2 separate regions of the Capra hircus genome follow, and region 1 is linked to region 2. The links are chromatin contacts, called in public Hi-C maps. All regions are on one chromosome and are shown on one strand. Each heading gives the region's core, a stretch centred on a gene start, on an enhancer-like site or on the middle of the called end of the contact. The rest is flanking DNA. Distances are from core to core; before and after follow the strand shown.

What was found. A called contact is a pair of places that touch in the nucleus more often than the background predicts.
Region 1: a contact with region 2 is called in a Hi-C map of liver, with 5 times the contacts expected there. The contact joins two enhancer-like sites. A contact is called at or near these places in 2 of 5 Hi-C or Micro-C datasets (blood and liver).

What each region holds. Positions count from the first base shown.
Region 1 is chr29:31,527,958-31,533,444 of ARS1.2, forward strand. No RefSeq gene overlaps it. Among named protein-coding and RNA genes, the nearest start is that of KCNJ1, 39 kb to the right of the region's middle. Within about 2 kb of position 1,789, at least 1 of the 5 cell types and tissues checked has an H3K27ac peak or open chromatin away from gene starts, as enhancers often do.
Region 2 is chr29:30,730,637-30,736,313 of ARS1.2, forward strand. No RefSeq gene overlaps it. Among named protein-coding and RNA genes, the nearest start is that of ETS1, 470 kb to the right of the region's middle. Within about 2 kb of position 2,660, at least 1 of the 5 cell types and tissues checked has an H3K27ac peak or open chromatin away from gene starts, as enhancers often do.

The sequences.
Region 1 (5,487 bases), core at 539-3,038, 800 kb after region 2:
CCATTGATCTCCACAGCCTTGTATGGTTGGAGAGGGGGAGTGACTTGCCAAATTCATAGGAAAGCAACCAGAAGGGTCAGGATTGGACCCTGGAGATAGGAAAGCCATGAATTTTGACACAACTTGACCTGTGCTTGCGTGGCTGGGTTGTTCCTACCTCCTAGTGTTGCCTAGAGGATTAAATGAGTAAACAGACATAGGTGTTTAGCATGTAGGTATATACCAAGCTCTGCCCTCACTATCCTGGACCTTGGGCAAATACCTTGATCTCTTTGAGCCTCGGTCTTCTTATCTTTAAGATGGAGATAGTAATATTGTTTCAGCTTTATTGTAGAGAAAATGGAAAGCAACTGGACTCCAGGAGACTCTTCATAAATGATGACTTTCTCTTCTGGCACCATAACCTCTCTAGAGTTATAAACTTCTACTTTTATCACATTTATTTTTTCAAAGGCTTTCACAGTCGTTTTAACAGCCCAATAATGATTAGATGATCCAGATATTTTATGTCTCTCTGTTCAATGTGTAAACAACAAAATGGTTATTAAAGAGCTTTCTGGGTCGGCCAAAGCCCTCCCTCCACCGGCTAACTGTTGGAGGCCACTTCACTTTCACTTTTGTGATCTGGAAGCGGATGGCGCCACCTGCTGGCCAGAAGCACGTTGCACTAACTGGAAGGTACAGCCTTGCTTATAACTGACCCACTGACCTCCTGTGTATGCTCCCCTCCCTGTAACCTTCCTCTCCAGGTAGGGCTGTAATAACACCTGTTTCTACTCCCCTGGCCCCCTGGTGGAGTGTCTGAAACACAGGTGGAGTTAGAAACCTACACTTTCTGAGGTCCATCAAGACACACTGGACACATTATCTCCTCCCGTGACCCTCAGTCTCTCTACGTATGACTGGGTCGAGCAGGGTTTTCATAAGGTCTTTTCACCACTAAGCTTCTAGGATTTAGTGTGTCTGCAGTAGAAGCAGAAGCAGTGATGGGAGGAAGGGGAGCTATTTTGTATCCGGTTAAGACCAAGAAAGCAAAGGGCAGTGGTGATGCTCATGCTAAAGGAGTAGGTCACTGTGTGAGACCAGCCACAGGGCCAGGCACACCTTACCTTCATCCTCAGAATCATCACCTCGGCTGCAGCATCACTCAAGCTACCGTCTCCTGGGAGCCTGTATCAGGCTCTTTGCTGGATGCTTTACATACTATTTCATTGTGTATTATTTCATATAGTTGTCCTTACAGGGACCCTCTAAGGTGGGGGATCATGTAAATCAACTCTACTCCAGCAAAAATTAAAAAAAAATTTTTTTAAGTGGTTCAGAAAGGTTAAGATCTAGTTTGTGGCTTCCAGGGTGACTCAGTGGTAAGGAATCTGCCTGCAATGCAAGAGATCTGAGTTTGATCCCTGGGTCAAGAAGATCTCCTGGAGGAGAAAATGGCAACCCACTCCAGTATTCTTGCCTGGGAAACCCCAAAAACAGAGGAGCCTGGCGGGCTATAATCCATGAGGTCACAAAGAGTCGGACACGACTGAGTGACTCAACAACAACAAAGAACTAGTTTTAGACAACACGGCCAATGGGGAAAGCTGTGTTTGACCAAGCATGTCTGTCTTCCAAGCCTCTGAACTTCACACTGGCCTTGCCGCCTTCACCTCTCCTCTTCATCACCTCTGTCTTTTCTTCCATGCTATCAGCAGGGCATGTCCTTCAGAGGTGGCCCCGGGCTCAGGTGGGGTGTGGCCACCACTACCAACGTGGGGAAGTGAGAGAGCCGTTGGGATCATGGCGGCCCCTCACTGCCACTCAGAGTGCAGCCAGAACCAGATGGGCCGGTAGTGCAGACCCCACACATCAGTGGACCACTTACTTTTCACATCACCCTGTGAAGTGGACAAGCCACTCGCCTTCTCAGGCTGCTCAGTGCCAAGTAGATGTATGTGGCTTCCTTGTCCCCAGGAAAGCAGTTAAAGGATGGGCCTGTCCAGGCCCCAGACTCACTCCCTCTGGTCCTGGTGAGTAGTCCCCTGACCTTGGCTTCCACCTTCCTGGTGAGCTTTCCTTCAAGAACGGTGACCCCCAGGCATGAGGAATATGGGTGACTTCAGGAAAGAGCCCTGAAGTGACTCGAAAGCAGAAGCCCAGGGCCCTCGCCCTTGCTTCCCCCTGCATCGCTAGTGACCTCAGCGTGTGGTCTCTGAGCAGGTTTTCCCCTCCTGGAAAACGAATGCTGACACATCCCTTCCCAGTCCCTGAAAGCTAATTTATGCCTCTAATTTCTCCACTCTACCCAGCACATCAACACCAGAGGCAGATTCCTAAAACACCCATGTAATCAGGTCACTGCCCCTCGAGGACTCCGGTGGTGGACTGGCAGAGCCAGGGTGCACACTTGGGTCACACGACGAGCCTTCTTTGACCACACAGTAATGCTGCCCTCCTGTAGCTGTGGCCATGGAAATAGTACGTCACTTCCCAGGGGCCCCAGACAACCATGCCTCCTGCTATGTTAGCCTGGGACACGTGCCCACCTGGTGCCCAGCTCTCTGTCCCGTCCTTTCCCTATTTTAAGTCTTACCCATCCAGTAAGCTCAGGTCAGCTGCCATCTCCTCTGGGAAGCCTTCCCCGTTCTCTGCCTCCCTCGGCATGTTCTTTATACTTCCATTGTAGCATCTTATTTATTTCATTTATTGAACTAAGTACCTATGCACAAAATTTCACATACAGTGATAGGTTCCATAACTTCTATCCCCTACAGGGTCCCCTGGATCCTCATCAAAAGGTGATGACCCAGAAGCCCTGGGAACAATCCCCTCTTGTCCTAGCAGAGACCCCAGATTAGGTTCTATGGGAGCAAGGCTCTTTTCTCTTGAGGACACCACTTCTGACTTTTTCACCAACCAAAGATCTTGGGAGTTTTGATTCTTAAAGGGCTGCTCATCCAAGCAGATCAGCTTCCACTGAGAACTCTGGTTCCAAGAGACCAGCTCATTTCCAGGCAGCTGGAGGCACTCTGCAATGGAAGAAGAATGCAAAACGGGCACAGCCAGAATCTCTCTGGCACATAACAGCAGAGTAGGGGCCTCTGCAGCAAGATCCCAGCAAGTGCGGCAGAGCAGTGAAGGCAAGTGGTGGTGGGGGGGGAGGGTGTGGGTGGTGGTGGGAGAGCCCGCAGGAGCTGGTGTTATCTATCAGCAATGGCCCTCACACGATAGTCTGCAGGATGAATTATTAAGTAAACCGTGTTTCTAGAATGCTACCTTTCTGTTTAAGAATGGGAGCGGGATATAGATATGTGTGTATTGCTTATATTTTTCAAAAAGAAATAGCAGCAGAATAAAAAAAAAAGAATGGTTAGCTTGATATGAGGCAAGGAAAGGAGAGGCCACAGGAATAGAAATGAGTGTTCTAAACCCTGTTCCATGATTTTGAAACCATAGAACCGGTCTTTGCATGATTAATCAAAGAAAACAGTGAAAGCCATCTAGGAAAACAATGCGCAAGCTCTCCTCTCCAGAAATCAGCTTAGGCAGGGACTGCCCTGGAAGTCAATGGCACCCCACTCCAGTACTCTTGCCTGGAAAATCCATGGATGGAGGAGCCTGGTGGGCTGCGGTCCATGGGGTCGCTAAGAGTCCGACACGACTGAGCAACTTCACTTTTGCTTTTTACTTTCAAGCATTGGAGAAGGAAATGGCAACCCACTCCAGTGTTCTTGCCTGGAGAATCCCAGGGACAGTGGAGCCTGGTGGGCTGCTGTCTATGGGGTCGCACAGAGTCAGACACGACTGAAGCGACTTAGCAGCAGCAGCAGCGCTGGAAGTCCAGTGGGTGAGACGCTGCACTTCCAATGCAGGGGATGCAAGTTCCATCCCTGCTTGGGGAGCTAAGATCCTACAAACCATGCAGCCAAAAAAAATGTTAAGTAACAACAATAATAAATAGAAATAAGCTTGAACAAAAGGACCTAACTCTGTGTCAGATTGTTGCATGGCCACGCAGAGACAAGAACTCCCACAAGTGACTTTACAAGCACTTCACTGACTGTACATCCCCAGTAGGATATACTGTAAAGAATTTTTAAAATTCCCAATAATTATACATTCCATAATCAATAGTCTTATTGTTAGCAGTAATGTCAACACCATTTTTGGGAAACATAAGCATGTTTCCTAAGGCAAAAAAATAAACTTTCTCCACACTCAGCACTTCTCCCATTTAGCTCTGGTCCCCAGGCTGGTTTAAGCCCCTCAGGATTCTTTATCCCAGTGATAGAAACCATCCTCGCATCCTTACCCTTGCATCCCCAGTGCCTGACTCACAAGAGGTCCTCAACAAACATCTGTTGGGTTGAAATGAAGTCCAGGGTACCAAGGTTCTACTCAAATTCCCCCAACTCATAGCCTGTGCCATGTTCAGGAGGCTTCTGGTCTTTGTCACAGCCCCACTCAGCTCTCTGTGTCCTTTGGCCTTGAAGCATCAGGCAGCCAGGGGTCTAGCCTGGGTACCAGGGCTCCCAGCTTCAAACCCACGCTCCTACCCCACTATGCCACATCAGTAGTCATTTACTTCTTATAAAGAAATTTTTCCATCTATTGTTTCCTCTAATCCTCCCCCTAACCCTATTTCAAAGCTCGCTTTTACTTAAAAAGGAAACTGAGATTCGATGAAGCTAAGTCATTTGTCAAGGACCCTCTGCAAATGAATAATGTAGCTTGGTCAAAAATTCTTCAGACAGATGTAGGATGAAAGCCACCGCTACCCATGTTGTCTTGAGCAAATCATTCATTCATTCATTTACTGACTCAAAACCCCCTTACTGACTACATGAGGCAGTGTGTTGGTGCTATAGGTACACGGAGGTGAATACGGAATATAAACACTGCCCTCCAGGGGTATCCAAAGCTCCATTTCCCCATAGATCAAAATGAAAATATCAGTTTCTACCTCAAATGACGGATTACTGACAGACTGAAATAAACCAACATATATCTAGTTAGTACAGATACTTAGGGTGCATATAGACCTAAAGAGATACCGCTATTCCTAGAACACCCAAGTCCAGAGATGCTTGTTAAGCACCGGCTAGGGGCTCAATCCAGTGCCAAGCAATGTGGGATTTCTCCCAGAGCATGACACAGAACCAGAAATGGGTACTGACTATCCATGGGATCCAGGTAGATGTCTGGCAGCTCTGGCGAGTCCTCCCAGGGGATGACCCATGTTAGAGGATGTAGACTTGAGTGATTTTAAACCCATGGGCTTTCAAGACAGATGTGGGTTTGGATCCCAGCGCTGCCATTGACTAACTAGTGACTCTGGACAAGTTCCTTACCTGAGCTGCCTCTTGTGGAAAACAGGGGGAATAATAGCACCTCACTGGATCATCGGGAAAATAAAGTTAGGTATGTAAGTAAGTGTTAGTCGCTCAGTCAGGTCTGACTCTTTGTGACCTCATGGACTGTGTAGCCTGCCAGGCTCCTCTG
Region 2 (5,677 bases), core at 1,410-3,909:
TGAGAAACAAAAAGTAAAGAGGATATTTCAGGTGGAAACCTAGCTTTAAAATAAAGGCAAGTGTCCTGCCTGGGTTTTCCTCTAAGAATTTTAGAGTATCAGGTTTTATATTTAAGTCTTTAATCCATAAAAAAATAAAATAATGCCATTTTCAGCAACATGGGTAGACCTGGAGATTATCATAGTAAGTAAAGTAAGTCAGACAGAGAAAGACAGATATCACATGACATCCCTTATCTGTGGAATCTAAAAAAAATGATACAAACTTATTTACAAAACAGAAACAGACTCACAGACTTCAAGAATGAATTTATTATTACCAAAGGGAAACAAATGGAGAGATGAATTGGGAGTTTGGGATTGACATATACACACTACTATATTTAAAATAGATAACCAATAAGGACCTACTATATAGACAGTGATACTTCACATCCACCTGATGCGAAGAACTGACTCATTGGAAAAGACCCTGATGCTGGGAAAAATTGAAGGCAGGGGGAGAAAGGGACAACAGAGGATGAAATGGTTGGATGGCATCATTGACTTGATGGACATGAGTTTGAGAAGCTCTGGGAACTGGTGATGGACAGGGAAGCCTGGCGTGCTGCAGTCCATGGGGTCTCAAAGAGTTGGACACAACTGAGCGACTGAACAGATAAAGCACAGGGAACTCTGCTCAATATTCTGTAATAATATAAATGGGTAAGGAATTTGAAAAAGAATGGATACATATGTATGCATAACAGAATCACTTTGCTCTACACCTGAAACTAACACAACTCTACTCTACTCCAATATAAAATAAAAATTAATAAAGTGAAAAATAAACGGAAGTAAACAGAAGCAGTAACAGATGGTTCAGGGCACCATTCATTAAAATAAAAGTTGGAAAATAAGACAGAGGTGAAGTCAGTCAACTTTTGCACACTAGGTCTTCCTGCTGCTGCCGCTAAGTCGCTTCAGTCGTGTCTGACTCTGTGCGACCCCATAGACGGCAGCCCACCAGGCTCCCCCGTCCCTGGGATTCTCCAGGCAAGAGTACTGGAGTGGGTTGCCATTTCCTTCTCCACTAGGTCTTCCTATTAAGGCTTAATTCTATAGGCACTAGGAAGAGTATTAAGAACTTTTTAGCAGAGAAATGGCATAGAGACTGTGCTATTTCAGGAAGATTAATCTGTTCAACATCAAAATAAATGGTTAGAATCTGTGGATCTAGTTAGGAGGGTTCATTTCCGTTCAATAAGCATTTGTTGAGCTTTCCTATGGACATGTGCTGTTCATTGCCCCCGGACACGGCCCTGTGGACAAGCTGCATGCTGGCTCCAGGTATAAGACAAAGTAAATACGATATGACGTATGTTCCTTTAGACATCACAATTTCAATCATGGGAGCAATGGGGGAGAACTTGGGATAAATACCTCTAATATAAGACATTACAGGAGATGTTTCAAACCAAAAATGATCACTAAATTTCCTGTATGTTTCAAGGAGCAATCAGCTCTTACCAACGGAAATGGTGGGTTGAGACAAGGTCAATGGAAGTGACACGGCCAAGGTCTTGACGGAGGATGGCAAATCAGCTGGGGGAAGTGATGAGAATTACACAGAATCGGGGCTTTTGCCCCTGTTGCTCTGCAGCTCCTATATAACCTGACTTCGCCCCTTCCAGCCCCATAGTCTGGCGTTAGCTTGGAATTTCAGGTCAGGGGTAGGGAGCGCGTGGTTATGAAGCAGGCTCCATCCTCTAGGTGTTTTGACTTGGAGGAGATTAGAATTAGGCTGCTGGAGTGATCTGATTCCTGCAACAATGAGATACTGTTGACTATTGATCTATGAGAAGTCGGCACTGATGATCTGTCCTGTTGGTGACTAGGGCGCAGTGAAAAGAGACGAGGAGAGAGAGCGGAAGCCCCAGAGAGAGCAGGTGAAACACGACCCAGCCTCCAGTCCACTTCAAGAGACTCTGATTCTCCTTTCCTTGGGTGCAGGGCCTGGGTCCGCACCTCTGGTTAGCGCCTCAAAGCGAGGGTCAGTGGGGGTTGCTGGCAAGAACAGAGACACGGTCCCTTGCATCACTGACCTGCACTGTATTCTCAGGCGAATAATCTTTCCTGGACTTACTGTCCCTACTTTAAATTGAGGATAATAATCCATGGCCCTTTGTTATCAGTCTAAGTGGAAAATGAGAGCCTGAAGGTGAAGAACTTGAAAGTCACAAAGACAAAGGAGCCCTTTCATAAAATTTCCAGAGTCGTGTCAGCTTCAACTAGCATTTATGAGTCTTTCCTCCAAACCGGGCTCCATGTCCTATATCACGTAGCCTGAATTAACAGAAACGACAAATTGTCCCTGTCTATGGGAAGAAGTTAACCCTTTAAAAACGGTTCGTTGTAGATGTGATATGAATGTATTCAGAGAAGATAGAAGTTTTGAAGGAGGAAGAGGAAGACTTTTTATTTAACGCCGGAATTTCCATGTTTGGCTAACTTGAGAATTTTATTTCTACCAGTTATATTTACTGTGCTTACACCCCGAGAAGTCTGATCTTAATTCTGCAAACTCTGAGGCCGGCTTTGGACTGTCCACGGTGCCATCGCAGGCAGAAAGCAGAGAGGACACTGACAGGCGTCGCTAGCAGGTCCCGTCCTGGACTCGAGGGGAGGAAGTTAGCAGGCCCTGGGGCGGGGTCGTGCCGGGAGCGAGCTTTGATCCTGCTGTTTGCTGGGGGTGGGGCATATTAGCATGACTGCGGGGAGGGACGCATCTCTATATCTGGGAGCTGGAAAAAAACTGGTGCTCACACCGCAGGCCTCGGTGCCTCAGGAGCCTCTTATCTAATGTGTGACTGCAACTATTTTCCCAAGAAAATTAAAGCGACTTAGTCAGTTAACCTGAAATTCCCAGCAGGGCTCTGCTGCTGGGTTGGAAGTTTTCTCTCCAGATTGTGGAGGCTGAGCGAGCAGGAAGCGCAGATCCCGTCAGAGATGGGGTTCCACTGCCACCTAGTGGGCACTGATGGGGCTGCCGCCTGTACCCCTCGCTCCGGAGACCGTCAGAGTGATTGACAAGCAAACAGCCCAGAAGGTTGGGCTTCCCAGGTGATTCAGTCGGTAAAGAATCTGGCTACAATTCAGGAGACCTGGGGTTTCGATCCCTGGGTTGGGAGGGTTTATAGCCCATAGGGTTACCTACAGTTGGACACCACTGAAGTGATTTGGTGTGCACGTAATTTTAGATTCTCCCAATGAGACTAAAATTTAGTTTCACTTCCTCTAAGCAGCTCATATTCTAGAGGAGCTGGCAGACACAAATAATTGCAGACAAATACCGTAAGAGCCTGTGATGGTTAATTTTAGGTTAACTTGTCTAGGTCATGGTACCCAGTTTTGGGTTCAATGCTAGTCCAGATATTTCTGTGAAGGTATTTTTTTGGATGAGATTAAATTTACAACCAGTCGATTTTGAAAAGAGCAGATTCTCTTGTACTTCGGGTAGGTTTCAGCCTACAGGTTGAAGGCCTTATGAGAAAGTGTGCATGCTCCCTTGTTCAGTCATGTCCAACTCTTTACGACCCCATGGACAGTAATCCACCAGTCACCTCTGTCCATGGGATTTCCCAGGCAAGAATACTGGAGTGGGTCGCCACTTCCTTCTCTGGGGGACCTTCCCAACCCAGGAAGCAAGACCACGTCTCTTGCGTCCCCTGCATTGGCAGGCAGATTCTTTACCACTGAGCCACCTAGCAAGCAGCTTCCCAGGTGGCGCCATGGTAAAGAATCTGCCCGCCAATGCAGGGGACGCAAGAGACCTGGGTTCAACCCCTGGGTCAGGAAGATCCCCTGGAGTAGGGAATGGCAACCCTCTCCAGTATTCTTGCCTGGAAAATTCCATGGACAGAGGACCCCAGTCCACGGGGTCACAAAGAGTCAGACACGACTGAACACACACACACACTTAGCAAGCCCTTGTGAGAGAAGACTGAGTCCAAACAAGACTAAGGTCCCTGCCCCCACTCCAAGAAAGGAGGAATCCTGCCTTCAGACCTCAGCTGCAGTATCCACTTTTCCCTAGATCTCCAGTCTGCTGACCTGCCATACAGATTCAAACCCGACATCCCTCGCAAGTGCATGGGCGAATTCCTTAAAATAAGTATCTCTAGGAGAAGGAAATGGCAACCCACTCCAGTGTTCTTGCCTGGAGAATCCCAGGGACAGCGGAGCCTGGTGGGCTGCCGTCTGTGGGGTCGCACAGAGACGGACACGACTGAAGTGACTTAGCAGCAGCAGATAGATGACAGACAGACAGACAGTAGGTAGATAGAGACATACAGGTTTCTCCTATTGATTCTGTTTCTGCGGAGAACCCTCACACAGAGTTATAATCGACCACCCTGAAACATCAGGGAGAACTGGCTTATTCTGCCTGGGAGACTGGGGTAACACTTGGGTTACTTTTTCAAGGATGGACAAACTGAACTTTTCCACATAAGGAAAGGGAAACAAATTTTCCAAGCAAAGGGAATAACCAAACGTGACCTGAGCAGAGCCCCTTGCAGTGCACGACTGAGTGGCCTTCAGTCCCCCTGGTCTGTGGTACCCAAGAGCCCAGGGATGCAAAAGGTTGGAGCAGGTTACCTGGGACCACACTGTGGAGCCCTTGATTACTAAGGGTTTGAGCTTTATCAAAGATGCTAAGATGTTTGACATCATGGGCGTGAATATGCAGTATGAAGTGAAGGTATGAAGTGGGGTGTTTGAACTGCTTTCATGTCAGCTAGGAATAGACAACTCAACCCTAGGAAGCCAACTTCAATTTTTTAGCTCAAATTTTAATTAGAATAATCTGTAGGTGTGAAGACTGAGAAGTGAACCAAAAAGAACCCTGGAGGAGCAGAAATGAAATCAATCTTCTCTGTTTTTCTCTAATATCTTAATATCTTAGTGAAAGAATGTGGCGTGTGATGGATAAGAGTTTTGTCCTGCACTGAGCCAGGCTCACCCTTCCACTGGTTAAGACTACTCTCTAAGCCTCAGTTTCCTTATTTACAAACAGATTGATATTAGTAGCTATTTCCCAAGGCACTTTGCAAAACCTCATTAACCTTTATTTATTTGGAGGACAAGGCTATTAAAGCAAAACCTTAGAACTGCTTTATATAAGATTGGAGTTCTTTTTAAAGGGTAGTTTTGAATACCATCCCGCCCTTTTTCAAATAGTCATACTGGTGTATTAACTGGTAACAGAAGTGTCTGTCTTCTGTCTTTGAAGACGATCCATCAGAGGTACAATCAAGTTCTTGTCTTACCAAAGGGGAAGACGAAAGACCCAGATTCGATTGTGTCAATCGGTGATGGTGAATGCAGACAAGTTCAGAGAACGTGTTACTTGCCCACGCTGGTGTTTGCCTTGTGGTCAGACCCTTGGGGCTCCCAGGAGGTCATGGTGGAACCATGTAAGGGGGTCAGGGTGTGTGGTTCTAAAGCCCTGTTACGAAAGAAAATGCACTTCATAGGGTCATCACCATCTCAACCTCCCTGGACTTTCCCTGGGTGCTCTATACCTCTGCAGTGGGGGGCTGTGACTTGGGGGGCGGAGCGGTCAGATGGCTAAATGATCCAGAAGTAGCCCTTTGCAATGCCTGAGGCAGCCTGGCCCTCATTAATACAACCGGCT